2 separate regions of the Ovis aries genome follow, and region 1 is linked to region 2. The links are chromatin contacts, called in public Hi-C maps. All regions are on one chromosome and are shown on one strand. The core of a region is the stretch at or near the end of the contact, and the rest is flanking DNA. Distances in the headings are between cores, read along the strand shown.

Region 1 (6,462 bases), core at 1,381-3,880, 380 kb after region 2:
TTTGGGGGGCAGAGGGGAGGGAGCAGGGGTGGGAAGGGCAATTAAGCCCAGGTGGGGACAGAATCAAAATTCAGGGAATGGAACTGAAAGCAGAAGACTCTGCAGGGAGGCAGAAGGATGGGCCTGGCAGCATCACCCATAAGGTGGATCCCAGACTCCTGCAGTGTGTTGACTTCTCCAGGGAGCCGGAGGAGTCTGGGGCCAGGATGCCATCTTCGGGCCAAGGTCTTTCAGAACAAAGATTCTGCCTCCACCACCATGAGTGGCCGGGAAAGGGCAGAGGTGACTTGGCAAACCTGGAGAGGAGGCCTTGTCCTTGTGGCTCCTGGGGGAAGGCCAAAACCAGGGGGTGGGTGGCTGTAATGGTGGAGTCTGTGGGCCTGTGGAGCTCCGGGCATGTAAGACAATATTTTAAGTGCTCACTTCTCCCTGAGCTCTCTTTGACACTGCAGCTATTAAGACTAAGCCCTAATCTCCTGGTGCCAGGAGGGCTCTGAAGTCCAAAGGCACAGTCCTGCCCCTGGTGGGGGAGGGACGGGGAGAGGAGGGGTGCAGAGGGAGCCGCTCTAGGGGATACAGGGCAATAAGAGCTTTGGTTGGCTGGTGGAGGAAGTGTGTCTAGGAAGCAATGGCTGAGCATCTTACAATCTAATCATCTAGAGGTAAAGGAAGAAGGAAGATAGGAGAATGAAACCAATACATAACAAAAAAGATGGAGAAAAGGACACTGAATTGAGGAAGTGTATTGACTTTTGGAGAGGTTACTCAAAGCTTTCAGGGGACTTTCGAAGGCTTCACAGATTCCCAAAGACCCCTGCCCCTCCCAACATTCCTCAACCCTGCTCAGCCACACACCCTCCCCAAGAGGCACCCACCCATCTTCTGGAAGGGTCTGCTTGCAAGAGCACAGACTACAGAGTTTCAAGGGAAAGCTTAAAACCGACTGGCCCCATTCTGCACCCAGGCACTTGGAGCTGGCACTATGCCAAGTCGGAAGCTTTGCGGAAAGAGGTCTTCATATTTTCTTCCTTCCTCTTCCCCTCTGGAAATAGAAGGTTATGTTTCTCCTGCTCCCCTGTTCCTTTCAGGAGACCTGAAAGGGCTTTTCGAATTACTTCACCAGATTCTCAACCCAGGATACCAAAGCCCTCGAGCCTTTTTGTCCCGGCTAAGGTGGCCACTATAGTGACTGAGGCCAAAACCGGTTACTAGGGAAGGGGGTTTGGAAGCGGTTCTGAGTCAGCCACTGGAGTCACGCAGGGCAGGCTCTGAAGCCCCCATCCCCCGGCCCCAGGAGCTGGGGAGGGGTTAGAGGGGCAGTGGGCTCTGGGGTTCCCTCCCATGCTGGGAGGGGTGGGGGTGCTAGGAAAGTGGGTGGCGCGAGGGAGCGCTACAGGTGACCGACTGGCACCTGGTCGTAAGGGGACAGGCCTGGAAGGGTCTGCACAGCCACCTCGGAGCTTTGTGCTGGGCCAGAGCTCGCCGAGAAACTTCTGGGACCGGAAAACTGCAACTGGGCACAAGAGATCCCGGAGAGGGCAGGGACAGGGGCCTTACAGGCGCAGGAAGTGAACTGGCTTCTTCCATCTCCTGCGCGAAAATCAGCGCTGAACCTACGCCTGTGGTCTCTCCAACCCCCGCTACATCTCCCTTTCTAGCCCTTCACTCGGCCTCTAGGTCCGTGGCCCACGGAGGAGACTGAGACGCTGAAAGGCGGCCGATAGGAGCGCCCCTGGGACGCGCAGGGGCTACACAGTCACCACGTTGGTCTCCCCGCCCTGGAGCCCGGGCTTGGCATCCCCCTTCGCGCGCCTCTGCGCCGCAGGACCCCGAGTCCCTCTCGCTCTCCATCCAGGGGTCGCCAAAGGAGCCTACTCAAGGAGACAGCGGAGGGGGCAGAAGTTGAAAATATCTGGATAGAAATACCTTCCCGTCCCAAAGGCCGGACAACTACAGGCCTGGGAGCGGGGGGCGGCGGGGAGGAGCGGGGGGGAGCAGGAGAGAAGGCGAACCGAGAGCCGCGGGGGCTCCACACGGCCCGCAGCCAGAGGCGACCCGCGATCTCGCGCGCCCCGGCGCCGCCGGCCTCACCGCGCCTCAGTGCCCGGGGGCGCAGGGGGGCGCGGGCAGGACTACTCACCCCAGAGCAGAGTGAGCGGCTGGGCTTTGGGGATGAGCACCAGGGAGTACACGGCCGCCAAGTGGAGCAGGCTCATCAGGAACACGTTCCTCCAGACGATGTCCTGCCGGTGCCCGCGCGCGCCGGGCCTCTCCCGGCCGCCGCCGCCGCCGCCGCCGCCGCCCTCCGAGCCCTCGACCCCGACCCCCGCACGGATCTCCTCCTTGGCGCTGCGGAAGGGGACCTTCTCCGCGTCCACGGCCGGGCCTGGCATGGCTGGGGAGACCTGGGCGCCCGCGGCAGTGGCAGCGAGCCGGCGATCTCCGGGGCGCGGAGCTCTCCGGTGGGGGCGGCGGCTTCTGCCTTCTTTTGAGGGGATTGGGTGGGGGGGATCTCCGGCACCTCCTGTCCCCGCCTTCCCGGCCCTTCTCTGCTTCCTTCTCGCTTCTTCAGGCGTTCAGCGTGGCCTAAGGATGCCAATCTTGGTGCCCGGCATCTGTTGCTGGCGCATCACCCGCTCGGCTGCCGGAGAAGAACTCGGCGGCGGCGAGAAGAGGGGGCGAGCGCGCGGGGAGGGAGGGGGCGCCGGGGGGAGGGGAGGGGGTGTGGAAAGAGCCGAGAGCGCGGCGGGGGAGGGACTGCTCGGAGGGAGCGGGGAAGAAAGACCTGCATAGCTACAGCCAATCAGGGTCGCCCTTGCGGCTCTTAAAGAGAAAGGAGCCCCCTTGGCCTCGGCTGCCCGGGCTCCCCGGGGCCGGACGGGGCAGTCCGCAGGGCAGTGGGCAGCCTCCGCCGGGGGCGGGGTGCGGGGGAGTGGGTCGAGGGGGCTGTGGCTGCAAGGTCAGGGAGCCCGCAGAGCCTCCACACCACTTGTGCGCTGCTGAGGTGGTTTCTCCAGTTCCCCGAAATACCTTTCCCTATTGAAAAAGACTTCTTTTTCCCCCCCATCTTTGAAGCTACAGGCTGGAGAATTTGCAATCTTGTTCCCAAATCGCAGCGCAAGTTAAGGCCAGATCTGGGATGACGATCAGAAGTTCCTGTGTCTCCCGGCTCCTATGGCTCTGGGGCCTGTGTGGAGGGGATGGAGGCAGCCGCTCGCTCAGTTCTTATTTGAACAACTGCAGCCAGGCACACAGTAGGTGCTCAGACAGCGCCTGTCAGATGATAAATGATCAAGGGGCCGATTAGTGTCCAGTCGGGCCCGGCCCACTTGCGCAGCGCCTCAGCCTCGCAGCTGTTCGTGGCAAATTCTCCTCTAGCCAGTCGGCTTCTGGACTGTCTTAGCCTTGAAGTCAGCCCCCGTTGAGAATGGGGCTTTAGGAAAAAAAAAAAAAAAAATCACGCAGAACGTTCCAAGGCAAATGAACCTAAGAAAAAAATCTTGTCTGCTCATTCCCCCTAAGGCAGATAATTTAGAGCTCCTCGGAGAGCACCCTGATGGCACAGGAGTGCAGAGAAGGGGCAGCTGGCTGTGCCCAGAACAGCCGTGGCTGCACCTGCAGTGAGCAGAAGGAGACAGGCCCAGGTATGGAAGCCAGGGGCCCTGAATGCTAATTCTTACTCACTGTGACCCAACTCTGTCCCCTAGGGACGAATTTCCTTGTTGTTGTTCAGTTGCTCCGTCATGTCCCACTCTTTTTTCGACCCCATGGACACCAGGCTCATCTGTCCTCCATTATCTGCTGGAGTTTACTCAAATTCATGTCCATTGAGTCAATGATGCTATCTAACCATCTAATCTTTGCTCTTCTTTCCAGCTGGCGAATTCTACAAATGTGAGTTTGAAAGGACACTATTATGCTGACAAAGCTGACTTAGGGATCAGCCATTGTTAGTAATTCTTTGCAGCATTCTGTGGAACATGCTGCGCACTCAGTCATGTCCGACTCTTGGTGACCCCACGGACTGTAGCCCCCCAGGTTCCTCTGTCCATGGGATTCCCCAGGCAAGAATACTGGAGTGGGTTGCCATTTCCTTCTCTAGGGGACCTTCCCGACCCAGGGATCAAACCTGTGTCTCTTGCATCCCCTGCATTGGCAGGCAGAACCATTACCACCACCTGGGAAGCCCTCTCGAATTGTCTGAGACAGAAAAAACAATTACCCAGAATTGATTACTTGAAAGGGCCACACATGAGTGTCTTGTTGTTAGCAGACCTGAATCAGTCCAATCAGCCAGAAGAAAATAATGTATAATTTAAAACTGACCCAAGATATGTGACTTGTGGAATGGGGGCCACTGAGTGAGTGTTAGGGTGTTGCTTCAGACAAAGCTGAAATTATAGAATGAAAGGATGCTTGCCAGGCCATCAGATAAATGTCAGCACTGTTGTTAGACCAGTGAGACAGCAGAACACGAAACGTCTGTGTGCGTGCTAAGCTGCCTCAGTCGCGTCTGATTCTTGGCGACCCACCAGGCTCTTCTGTGCATGGGATCCTCCAGGCAAGAATAGACCCGTGAGACAAAAGAACCTGAAACTTGAGGGTGTCAGTTTCATCAACCTGCTCAACTTTGGTTTCATACTGAACCACTTCTCACGTTCCCTCTGCTCCCCGCAAACCCCAGACCCACATACTCCCTGTGGCTCTCTATTCAGCCTGTCCTTTATCTCAGGGTGGACTAGTTGCTCTGTCAAAAGCCTCTCCCTGGGTTATCATGATGACTCACCCCACCATCACTCTAACCAGTCAGTCATTGGTTGGGCATGTATTAGGTACCTGCTAGGTGCTAGAACGGATGGATGCTGAGGATATGAGGATGGATAAGATGTGGTCCCTGCCCTAAAGGAACTCTCCATTTAGGAGAGAAGACAGATTAAACAAATGTTACCTCTTGGCTATGAACTGGGAAGGGCAGCAAGGTCCAGTCCATTATCTGAAAAAAAAAAAGTTTCAGGCATCGCGTGGATTTGGGTTGGCCAAAAACTTCATTCGGGTTTTTATAAGACTTTCTGGAAAACCCTGAATGAACTTTTTGCCCAATCCAATACCTACAAAGAGTCTGGGTGAGGGGTGGCCAAATCATTCCTCATGTGGCCTCAGAGACCCTTATCTGTTAGTTAAACTACTCTAGCTTGAATCTGGCTTAAGTGAGCATCTTCCTGTCGTCCTGCCCACAGGTCAGACTGGGTACTGCCAACCACTTCAGCTGGTTGAACTCAGGATAGGGAGGGGGATGTTTTTATGTTTTGGAGATGGGAGGAAGTGCTCTTCATGCCCTTCAGATAATACTTACAAAAGAGGGGTGACAGAAAACAGCCCCTCCAGGTCTAGCCTCAGAGTGAAACCTCTACAGAAACAAGGTGTTATCCTATTGCTAATAATGAACATCCCCTGTAGTATGTTACACCATCAGGACTACTGTCTCTTTTCTCCATCTTGCCAAAGACCCTAGTATGTTTTCATAGCTTCTGGTCAAGACCCTAGAAGCGGATGTGTGATCATCTCATTCACGGAACAGTAACCTTTCTATTCTGTCGAACAAATCATTACCAAAAATGTGGTATGTGCAGGATAAAGTGGGGGCATGATGAAGGAGTAGTTAGTTCACACTAGAGAGGAGGAGGTTTGTGGTAACTGGGAGTGGTTTTCTTTTTTTGGAACTTGATTTAAAAAAAAATTTCACTGTGGTAAAGTACACAGAACATAAGATTTACCATCTTAACCGTCTTCAAGTGTTCACTTCAGTAGTGTTAAATGTATTCACAATGGTGTGTAACTAATCTGTAGAACTTTTTCACTTAGCAAAACTGAAACCCTATACACATCAAACAACTCTCCATTCCTCTGTCTCCCTACTCCCTGGCAGCCACTATTGTGTTTTCTCTTTCTTTGAGTTTGACTCCTCTAGATATCTCATAATACAGTATTTGCCTTGTTGTGACTGGTTCAGATCACTTAGCATAGTGTCTTCAAGTTTCATCTATATTATAGCATGTGTCAGAATTTCCTTCCTTTAAAAAAAATCCAAATAATATTCCATTTTGTGAGAAATGGCAACCCACTTCAGTATTCTTGCCTGGAAAAATTCCATACAGCCCACACGGTCATGAAAGAGTCAGACACGCCTTAGCAGCTGGGCGTGAGCATACTTATAGCATATCTTAATTCAGAGTAGCCTCGTGTGGCTACTGGCTACATATTAGACAGCACAGTTTTGAAGGATGACTAGTTTACTAGACAGAGACATGGTGGAGGGCATTACTGGCAGAGAAAGCAGTGTGAGCAAAAGCTTTTGCCTTTGCCATCTAGAGAGGTATCTGGAATATCCAAAGTGAAACTAGGGGTGTGTGAGAAAGAGGAGTGCGAGATGAAGATGAAAAGTCATGCAGTGGGTGGCCCATG
Region 2 (7,007 bases), core at 724-3,223:
CAGCGCCCCTGTCCCCGCAGCAGGCCACTGTTGACCCACACCTCCACAGGAGATTCCTGGACACTCATAGGCAGGTCCGCCTCAGTCTCTTACAGGGTCACAACTCCTTTCCTCTGGGTCCTGGTATGCAAAAGGTTTTGTTTGTGTCCTCCAAGAGTCTCTAGCGGGTATGGAGTTTGATTTTAACCTGATTGCGCCCCCTCCTACTGGCTTGTTGCAGCTTCTCCTTTGTCCTTGGACAGGGGAATATCTTTGTTTGGTGGGTTCTAACATCCTCCTGTTGATGGTGGTTCAGCAGCTCGTTGCGATTTTGGTGTTCTTGCAGGAGAAGATGAGAGACGAGGGGAGAGGCCTGTCCCCTCGCCGCTGGCTGTCTTTGTCGCTGTCACCGCATGTAGAAGGGGTGGAGGAGCTTCTTGGGCCTCATTTATGAGGACACTAATCCCGTTCTTGGCTCCAAAGGCCTCTCTAAGGTCCTGCCTCCAATGCATCACCTTGGGGGTTAAACTTCAATATAAGAATTTGGGGTTGGAAGGGGGAACGCAAGCATTCAGTCTGCGGCTAGAAGCATTTACTATGCATAATAAAAAGGGTACTAGATACCATATTAACACATATACATGGAATCCAGAAAAATGGTACCGATGAACCTATTTGTAAGTCAGGAATAGGGATGCAGACATTGAGAACAGACTTGTAGGCGTGGTGGGGGACAGGGCAGGGTGGGATGAACTGAGGGAGTAGCGTTGACACATATATACTGCCACGTGTGAAATGGACAGCTTGCGGGAAGCTGCTGCATAACACGGGGAGCCCAGCCCAGTGCTCTGTTACAGCCTCGAGGGGCGGGATGAGGGGGTGGGCAGGAACTTCAGGGGGGAGGGGACATGTGTATACCTTATTCACATTGTTGTATGGCAGAAAGCAGCACAATATTGTAAAGCAATTATCCTCCAGTTAAAAAATTTTAAAACGGGTACCAGAAACACGGTAATTTATGGTGAGTAGTTGAGGATAGAAACAGATTAAAAAATTAAGAGAAAACTGAAATATCAGATTCAGTTTGTCAGCGTGGGCTGGGAAGGAAGGGAGTAAAAAAAAGATGAGTAGGATCTTTCTGAGGTCCTAAGGAATGCATTCATAATTAATGTGATGGAAAAGGATCTTAGAAGAACTTGATTTATCAAATAGGCTGGTTCTGAGGAAGAAAAATACCTGGAGAGTGGGGAGTGAGCTAGAAGCTGAGTCTGAGTCAAATCATGATCCTTAGTAACAGGAAAAGGAGAAAAATCTCACCTCTGGAATTTCCAGAAAGAGACAAAGTTACTAAATTTGCTAAGCGTTTTGCCTGCTTCCGTGATAGCTCAGTTGCAGGAGACCCAGGTTCGATTCCTGGGTTGAGAAGATCCCCTGGAGAAGGGATAGGCTGCCCACTCCCGTATTCTGGCCTGGAGAATTCCATGGGGAGAAGTCCATGGGGGTCACAAAAAGTTGGACACAACTGACTGACTTTCCCTTTCCCTTTTGCCTGCAGAGATATCGGGGACAAAGGCCTCTTAAAGCTGTGGCTCTTTTTATTCCTGTTAATCCGGATCTGTTTTGTGTTAGTTGCTCAGTCATATCCAACCCCGTGTACGCTAGCCCACTAGGCTCCTCTGTCCATGGAATTCTCCAGGCAAGAATACTAGAGTGGGTAGCCGTTCCTTTCTCCAGGGCATCTTCCTGACCCAGGGATCAAATCCAGGTCTCCCACTTTGCTGACAGATTCTTTACTATCTGAGCCACGAAGCCCAGTTGTGCTCCCTCCCACAGGAGCACTGGTTTTCAATCTTGGGTCGATAAAGTTGGTTTCTTAGAGAAGCCTCACGCAAAAGGGCTTCTCTAATCAGCACTTCTGGGGTAGCAGGGCTTCCTGTTTGGCCTTCTGCAAGGCTGGCTTGAGTTGCTAAGCTTAACTGGTGACTTTTCACCAAGACAGGTGCAACGGCAGCCTTTGTCCAGCAGATGGTGCTGTTTCTCTGGGGACTAGCAAGTGCGTCCTCCCGAGAAAACAGCAGATGGCGCTAGGAGGTAGCATTAAGAGAGAGAACAGGGGTGTGTGTGTTTGTGTGTGTGTGTGTGTGTGTGCGCGCGCACGGGGAGGTAGCGTTAAGAGAGAAAATGAGTGTGTGTGTGTGTTGGTCAGACAGTCGTGTCCGACTCCTTGAGAGCTCATGGACTATCCCGCCAGGCTCCGTTGTCCATGGGATTCTCCAGGCAAAAATACTGGAGTGGGTGGCCATTCCCTTCTCCAGGGGATCTTCCTGACCCAGGAATCAAACCTGGATCCCCTACATTGCAGGAAAATGATTTACCAACTGAGCTATGATGGTCTGGTGTAGTTGCTAAGTCGTGTCCGGCTCTTGTGATCCTGTGGACTGTAGCCTGCCTGGCTCCTCTGTCCACGGGATTCTCCAGGCAAGAGCACTGGAGTGGATTGCCATTTCCTTCTCCCAAAATAAGTGCATTTATCCTTAAAGCCATGACAGTATTTATCCTTAAATTCATAACATGATATTACAGAAGTCAGAGTAGTTTGGGAAAAAACAGCAGTAATACTGAATGAAATCTAGCCACTAATATTTCTCTTCCTTTTTTCCCTAAGTTACATAAAAAAAAAAAATCAGTGATTTTGGATAACTGTTCTTTCTAGATGCAGTGTTAAAATGAACTTGTTTGGGGTAAAAAAAAACAAACAAACACACAAACCTTGGAGTACAAAGTTGAATGTAGTATGTGCCAGTAGAGTTTGTTATTTCTACCACCTGTGCCCAAATGGTAAACTGCTGTTATCTTCAACCTCATGTTGAAGAATAATTTGTAGTTTTTGCCAAAGCATTGGAGACACTCTAACAGAAGTAAAATTAACTCTGCAGATTTTACCCAAGTTATTCATACAAATATTTATTAAGCATCTGCAGTGTGCTGTAAGGGGATAAAGTCCATCCCTACTTTCAGGGTACATCCATTTTTTAAAAAGTTTAATTAATTGATGTTTGGCTGTTCTGGGTCTTCGTTGCTTGCAGAGGGTTTTCTCTAGTTTCGGTAAGCAGCGGCTACTCTAGTTGAGGTGTGCAGGCTTCTCATTGCGGTGGCTTCTCTTGTGGAGAACAGGCTCTAGGCTACACAGGCTTCACTAGTTACAGCTCCTGGGCTCTAGGTGCCTGGGCTCAGCAGTTGTGGGCTTTACTGTCCAGAGTCATGTGGGATCTTCCCTGATCAGGGATGGAACCGGTGTCCCCTGCATTACAAGGCAGATTCTTAACCACTGGACCACCAGGGAAGCCTCAGTATGTTCATTTTTGGAGGAATCAGTCAATAAACAATACATGATAGAAAATTATAAGACATGAGCAAGTGCCCTGAAGAGAAAATAGTGCACAGTGGCTCTTTATAAGGAGGATGATAAGAAGGTAACATCTAATCTGAACATGAAAGACTAGACAAGTAAGGAGCTGGAAGGAAGACTATCCCATGAAGATGGAATAGCATGTCGTAAATATCTAGGGCAAAGCTTGGCTTATTTCAAAAATTGAGCGCAGGCCAGTGGCTGGATGGCATCAGAGAAGTGGGTAGAGCTAAATCGTCAGGCCTTGGTACTACAATAAGGAGTGGGGTTGTTTTCTGCAGGTGGTGGGAAGCTCCCAGAGAATTTTAAATGGGAGATGGCATGACCTGAGTTACATTTTTAAGGGAATTCTCTGTGGGATGGAGAATGGATCGTAGGTGGGCAAGAGTGGACGCAGGAAAACCAATTAGATGTATCAGAGTTGAATGCCAAGGCAAAAGCCGCTTTAGGTGTTTTATTCAGAGAGGGATTTAAAACACAGAGCGAGACATTTGTGAAATCAGTGGGAAGGACTAGAGGAGGGGGAGTGGCGGGTGGTACTGCTGGATTACAGGGTGGAAGGAAACCCACAGTAGTTGAGTCCAGAGTTTGAGACTCCTGCCACCACTGACATTGCTGCTCAGGGCTGGCCAGACACTGGAACACCAAGTTAGCCTGTTACAGCTTCTTCCAAACACTGGTAATTTGCCACCTTGCTTACCAACAGCAATACCAATAGGAAGGTTGCCTCTCAGTCTTGCTTCTCTTTATTAACTTTGTGCTAGTACATTTAATGGACAGTATCTAATTCTAACCTAGAGCTCCTACACATTAGGGTGTCTGGGACATGTTTTTAGGTTTATAATGTCTCCAGTTTGTGAATAAAATGGTGCTTGAGAGACAATTTGCTAGATCTAAGACAAGATTATTGCAGTAATACAGGTCAAGGATGGTGGTGGCTTGGCTTAGGATGGCAGAAGTGGAAATAGATGGAAGTGGACACATTGAGAGTGTGTTTTAGAGGCATCAATGATAGCACTTGTTTATTGATTGGATTTGGAAGAAAAACTTTTCTATTTTTTAGCTTGAGGAGTTGTAGCATGTAAAGTGTGAAATGCCAGTGTAGACATGACCAGCAAGCAGTTGAAATTAAGCCTAGAACTGAGGGCCTTGCCTTGGCTGGAAATCAGATTAATGAGTTCATTCTGAAGATGCTATCAAAACCTAAGTCATTTATCCTTTAAAAATATAACATGTAAGAAGAATGTTGATAGAAAGTCTAGACCAAACCCTTGGGCTCTAACGTTACAGATCAAGCTAAGGGGAGAAGTCAGAAAAGGAGCTGGAAAAGGATTGAGCACGGAGGAAGGAAAGTCAGGGAGTGACTTGTGAGCCAAATGAAGAAGAGAGTGCTCAGACGTGTCAAGTGCTGGTCAGCAAGTCAGTTGAGAACAGCAGTGGTGCTAGGATTAGGCAGATGCAGTCTCAGGGGAGTAGTAGGAATAAAAATAAGATGAATTTAGGGACTTCCCTGGTGGTCCAGTGGTTAAGAATCTGCCTCCCAATGCAGGGGACGCAGGTTCAATCCCAGGTTGGGGAACTAAGGTCCCACATGCCAAGGGGCAGCTAAGCCCACGTGCTGCAGTGAAGGCCCCACACAGCAAAAATAAATAATTTTTTTCTTTTAAAGTAAGATTAGTTTAAGCTGAAGAGAGAATATGAGGTCTAAAGACTTAACAACTTTGTGGATCTTTTCAAAGAACAAACTTTGGGGTATTTTAATTCTCTGTTTTATCTTCACTCTAATCTTCATTATTTCCTTTCTTCTGCTTGTATTGAGTTTAGTTTGCTCTTCTTTTTCTAGTTCCTTAAAGTGAATAGTTAGGTTACTGCTTTGAGATCTTTCTTTCTTTTTTTTTTTTAAATGCAGTCATTTATAGCTGTGAATTTCCCTCTGCATACTGCTTTCACTGTATCCTGTAGGTTTGGGTTATCTTGTGTTTTCATTTTCATTTGTCTCAAAGTGTTTTCTAGTTTCCCTTGTGATTTCTCCTTTGACTTATTGATCCTTTAAGAGTGTGGTGTTGAATTTCCACACAGTTGTGAATTGTCTAAATTTCCTTCTGTTACTGATGTCTTATTTCATTCCATTGTACTTGGAGAACTCGGTATGGTTTTGATCTTTTAAAATTCATCAAGACTTGTTTTGTGGCCTAACATGGGGTCTATCCAGGAGAACGTTCTCTGTGCCCTGAAGAATGTTGTTTTCTGCCACTGTTGGGTGGAGTGAGTGCTCTGTGGATGTTCACTGGGTCTAACTGCTGTATAGTATTGAGCCTTCTAGTTGCTTTTTCCATTGTGGAATGTGCAGTATTCAGTTCTCCATCTGTTATTGTTGAACCATTTCTTATTTTCATTGTCTGTTTTTGCTTCATTTGCTCTGGTGCTCTGGTTTAGGTCTGTATATGTTTGTAATCTTCTTGCTAGATTGGGTCTTCCTTATAGGGAGTAAACATCTTTGTCTCTTGTAACAGTTTTTGTCTGAACCTCTCTTTACCTGACCTTAGTATAGCCACTGCAGTCCTGTTTTGGTTACTGTGTACACGGCATGTCTTTTTTTACCCTTTTATGTTCGATCTGTTTTTACCTTTGCCTTGAAAATGTGTTTTGTGTAGATAATGTATAGTGGGGTTATATTTTAAAAATCCATTCTGCCAGTCCTGCTTTTTGATTGAGTTCAGTTCTCCACACTTCATGTAATTACTGGAAGGACTTTCTTCTGTCGTTTTTCTATTGGGTGCAAACTTGTCATTAGAAGATGAATACGTTCTGGAGGTCTGACACGTAACACTGGTGATTATGGTCAACAGTACTGCATTATATACTTCAAAATTCATTTCTGCCTTTCTTGTATCTTTTTTGTTCCTCAGTCCTCCCTTATTGCCTTCCTTTGTGTTAAATACGTATTCTCTAGTTGCCATTTTAATTCCCTTGTTGTTTCTTTTACATTATGTTCTTGAGTTATTGTATTTTCCTAGTGGTTTCTCTGGGTGGTTATAATTAACATCTTACAACAATCCATTTCTAATTAGCACTACCTTAATTTTAATAGATATAAAGCTCTGCTCATATATAACTCCATTCTCTGCCATCCCTCTGCCATATTGCTGTCACAAATTACATCTTTATTGTGTGCCCATGAACACAGATTTATAATCACTTCTTTATGCAGTTGTCCTTTAAACCAGATATGAGAGAAAAAAAAGGAGTTACAAACAACAAATATATTTTTTCTTAATGGCTCAGTGGGAAAGAATCTGCCTGCAATGCAGGGGACATGGCAGGAGCCGTGGGTTCGATCCCTGCGTTGGGAAGATCCCCTGGAGAAGGAAATAGCAACCCACTCCAGTATTCTTGCCTGGGAAATCCCGTGGTGGGCTACAGTCCATGGGGTTGCAAAAGAGTCAGACACAACTTAGCAACTAAACAACAACAATATTGTATTAGTTTCCTAGGGCTGCAAAGAACCGCAGATGGGGTGGCTTAAAGCAACAGAAGTTTATTCTCTCACAGTTCTGGATGCCAAAACTCTGAAATGAAGGTGTCGGCAGAGCTGGTTCCTTCTGGAGGCACCGAAGGA

What was found. A called contact is a pair of places that touch in the nucleus more often than the background predicts.
Region 1: a Hi-C map of hypothalamus shows a contact between it and region 2, with 4 times the contacts expected there. The contact joins the promoter of SCD5 here to the enhancer-like site in region 2. A contact is called at or near these places in 2 of 16 Hi-C or Micro-C datasets (hypothalamus and skin fibroblasts).

What each region holds. Positions count from the first base shown.
Region 1 is chr6:98,342,243-98,348,704 of ARS-UI_Ramb_v3.0, forward strand. It overlaps SCD5 (stearoyl-CoA desaturase 5), which reads right to left and starts at 2,631. Exons shown (of 5, transcript NM_001112815.1): 1 at 2,141-2,631. The coding sequence starts at 2,393.
Region 2 is chr6:97,966,943-97,973,949 of ARS-UI_Ramb_v3.0, forward strand. No RefSeq gene overlaps it. Among named protein-coding and RNA genes, the nearest start is that of HNRNPDL, 42 kb to the left of the region's middle. Within about 2 kb of position 1,974, at least 9 of the 54 cell types and tissues checked have an H3K27ac peak or open chromatin away from gene starts, as enhancers often do. A contact at or near this core is called in hypothalamus, where this site is marked.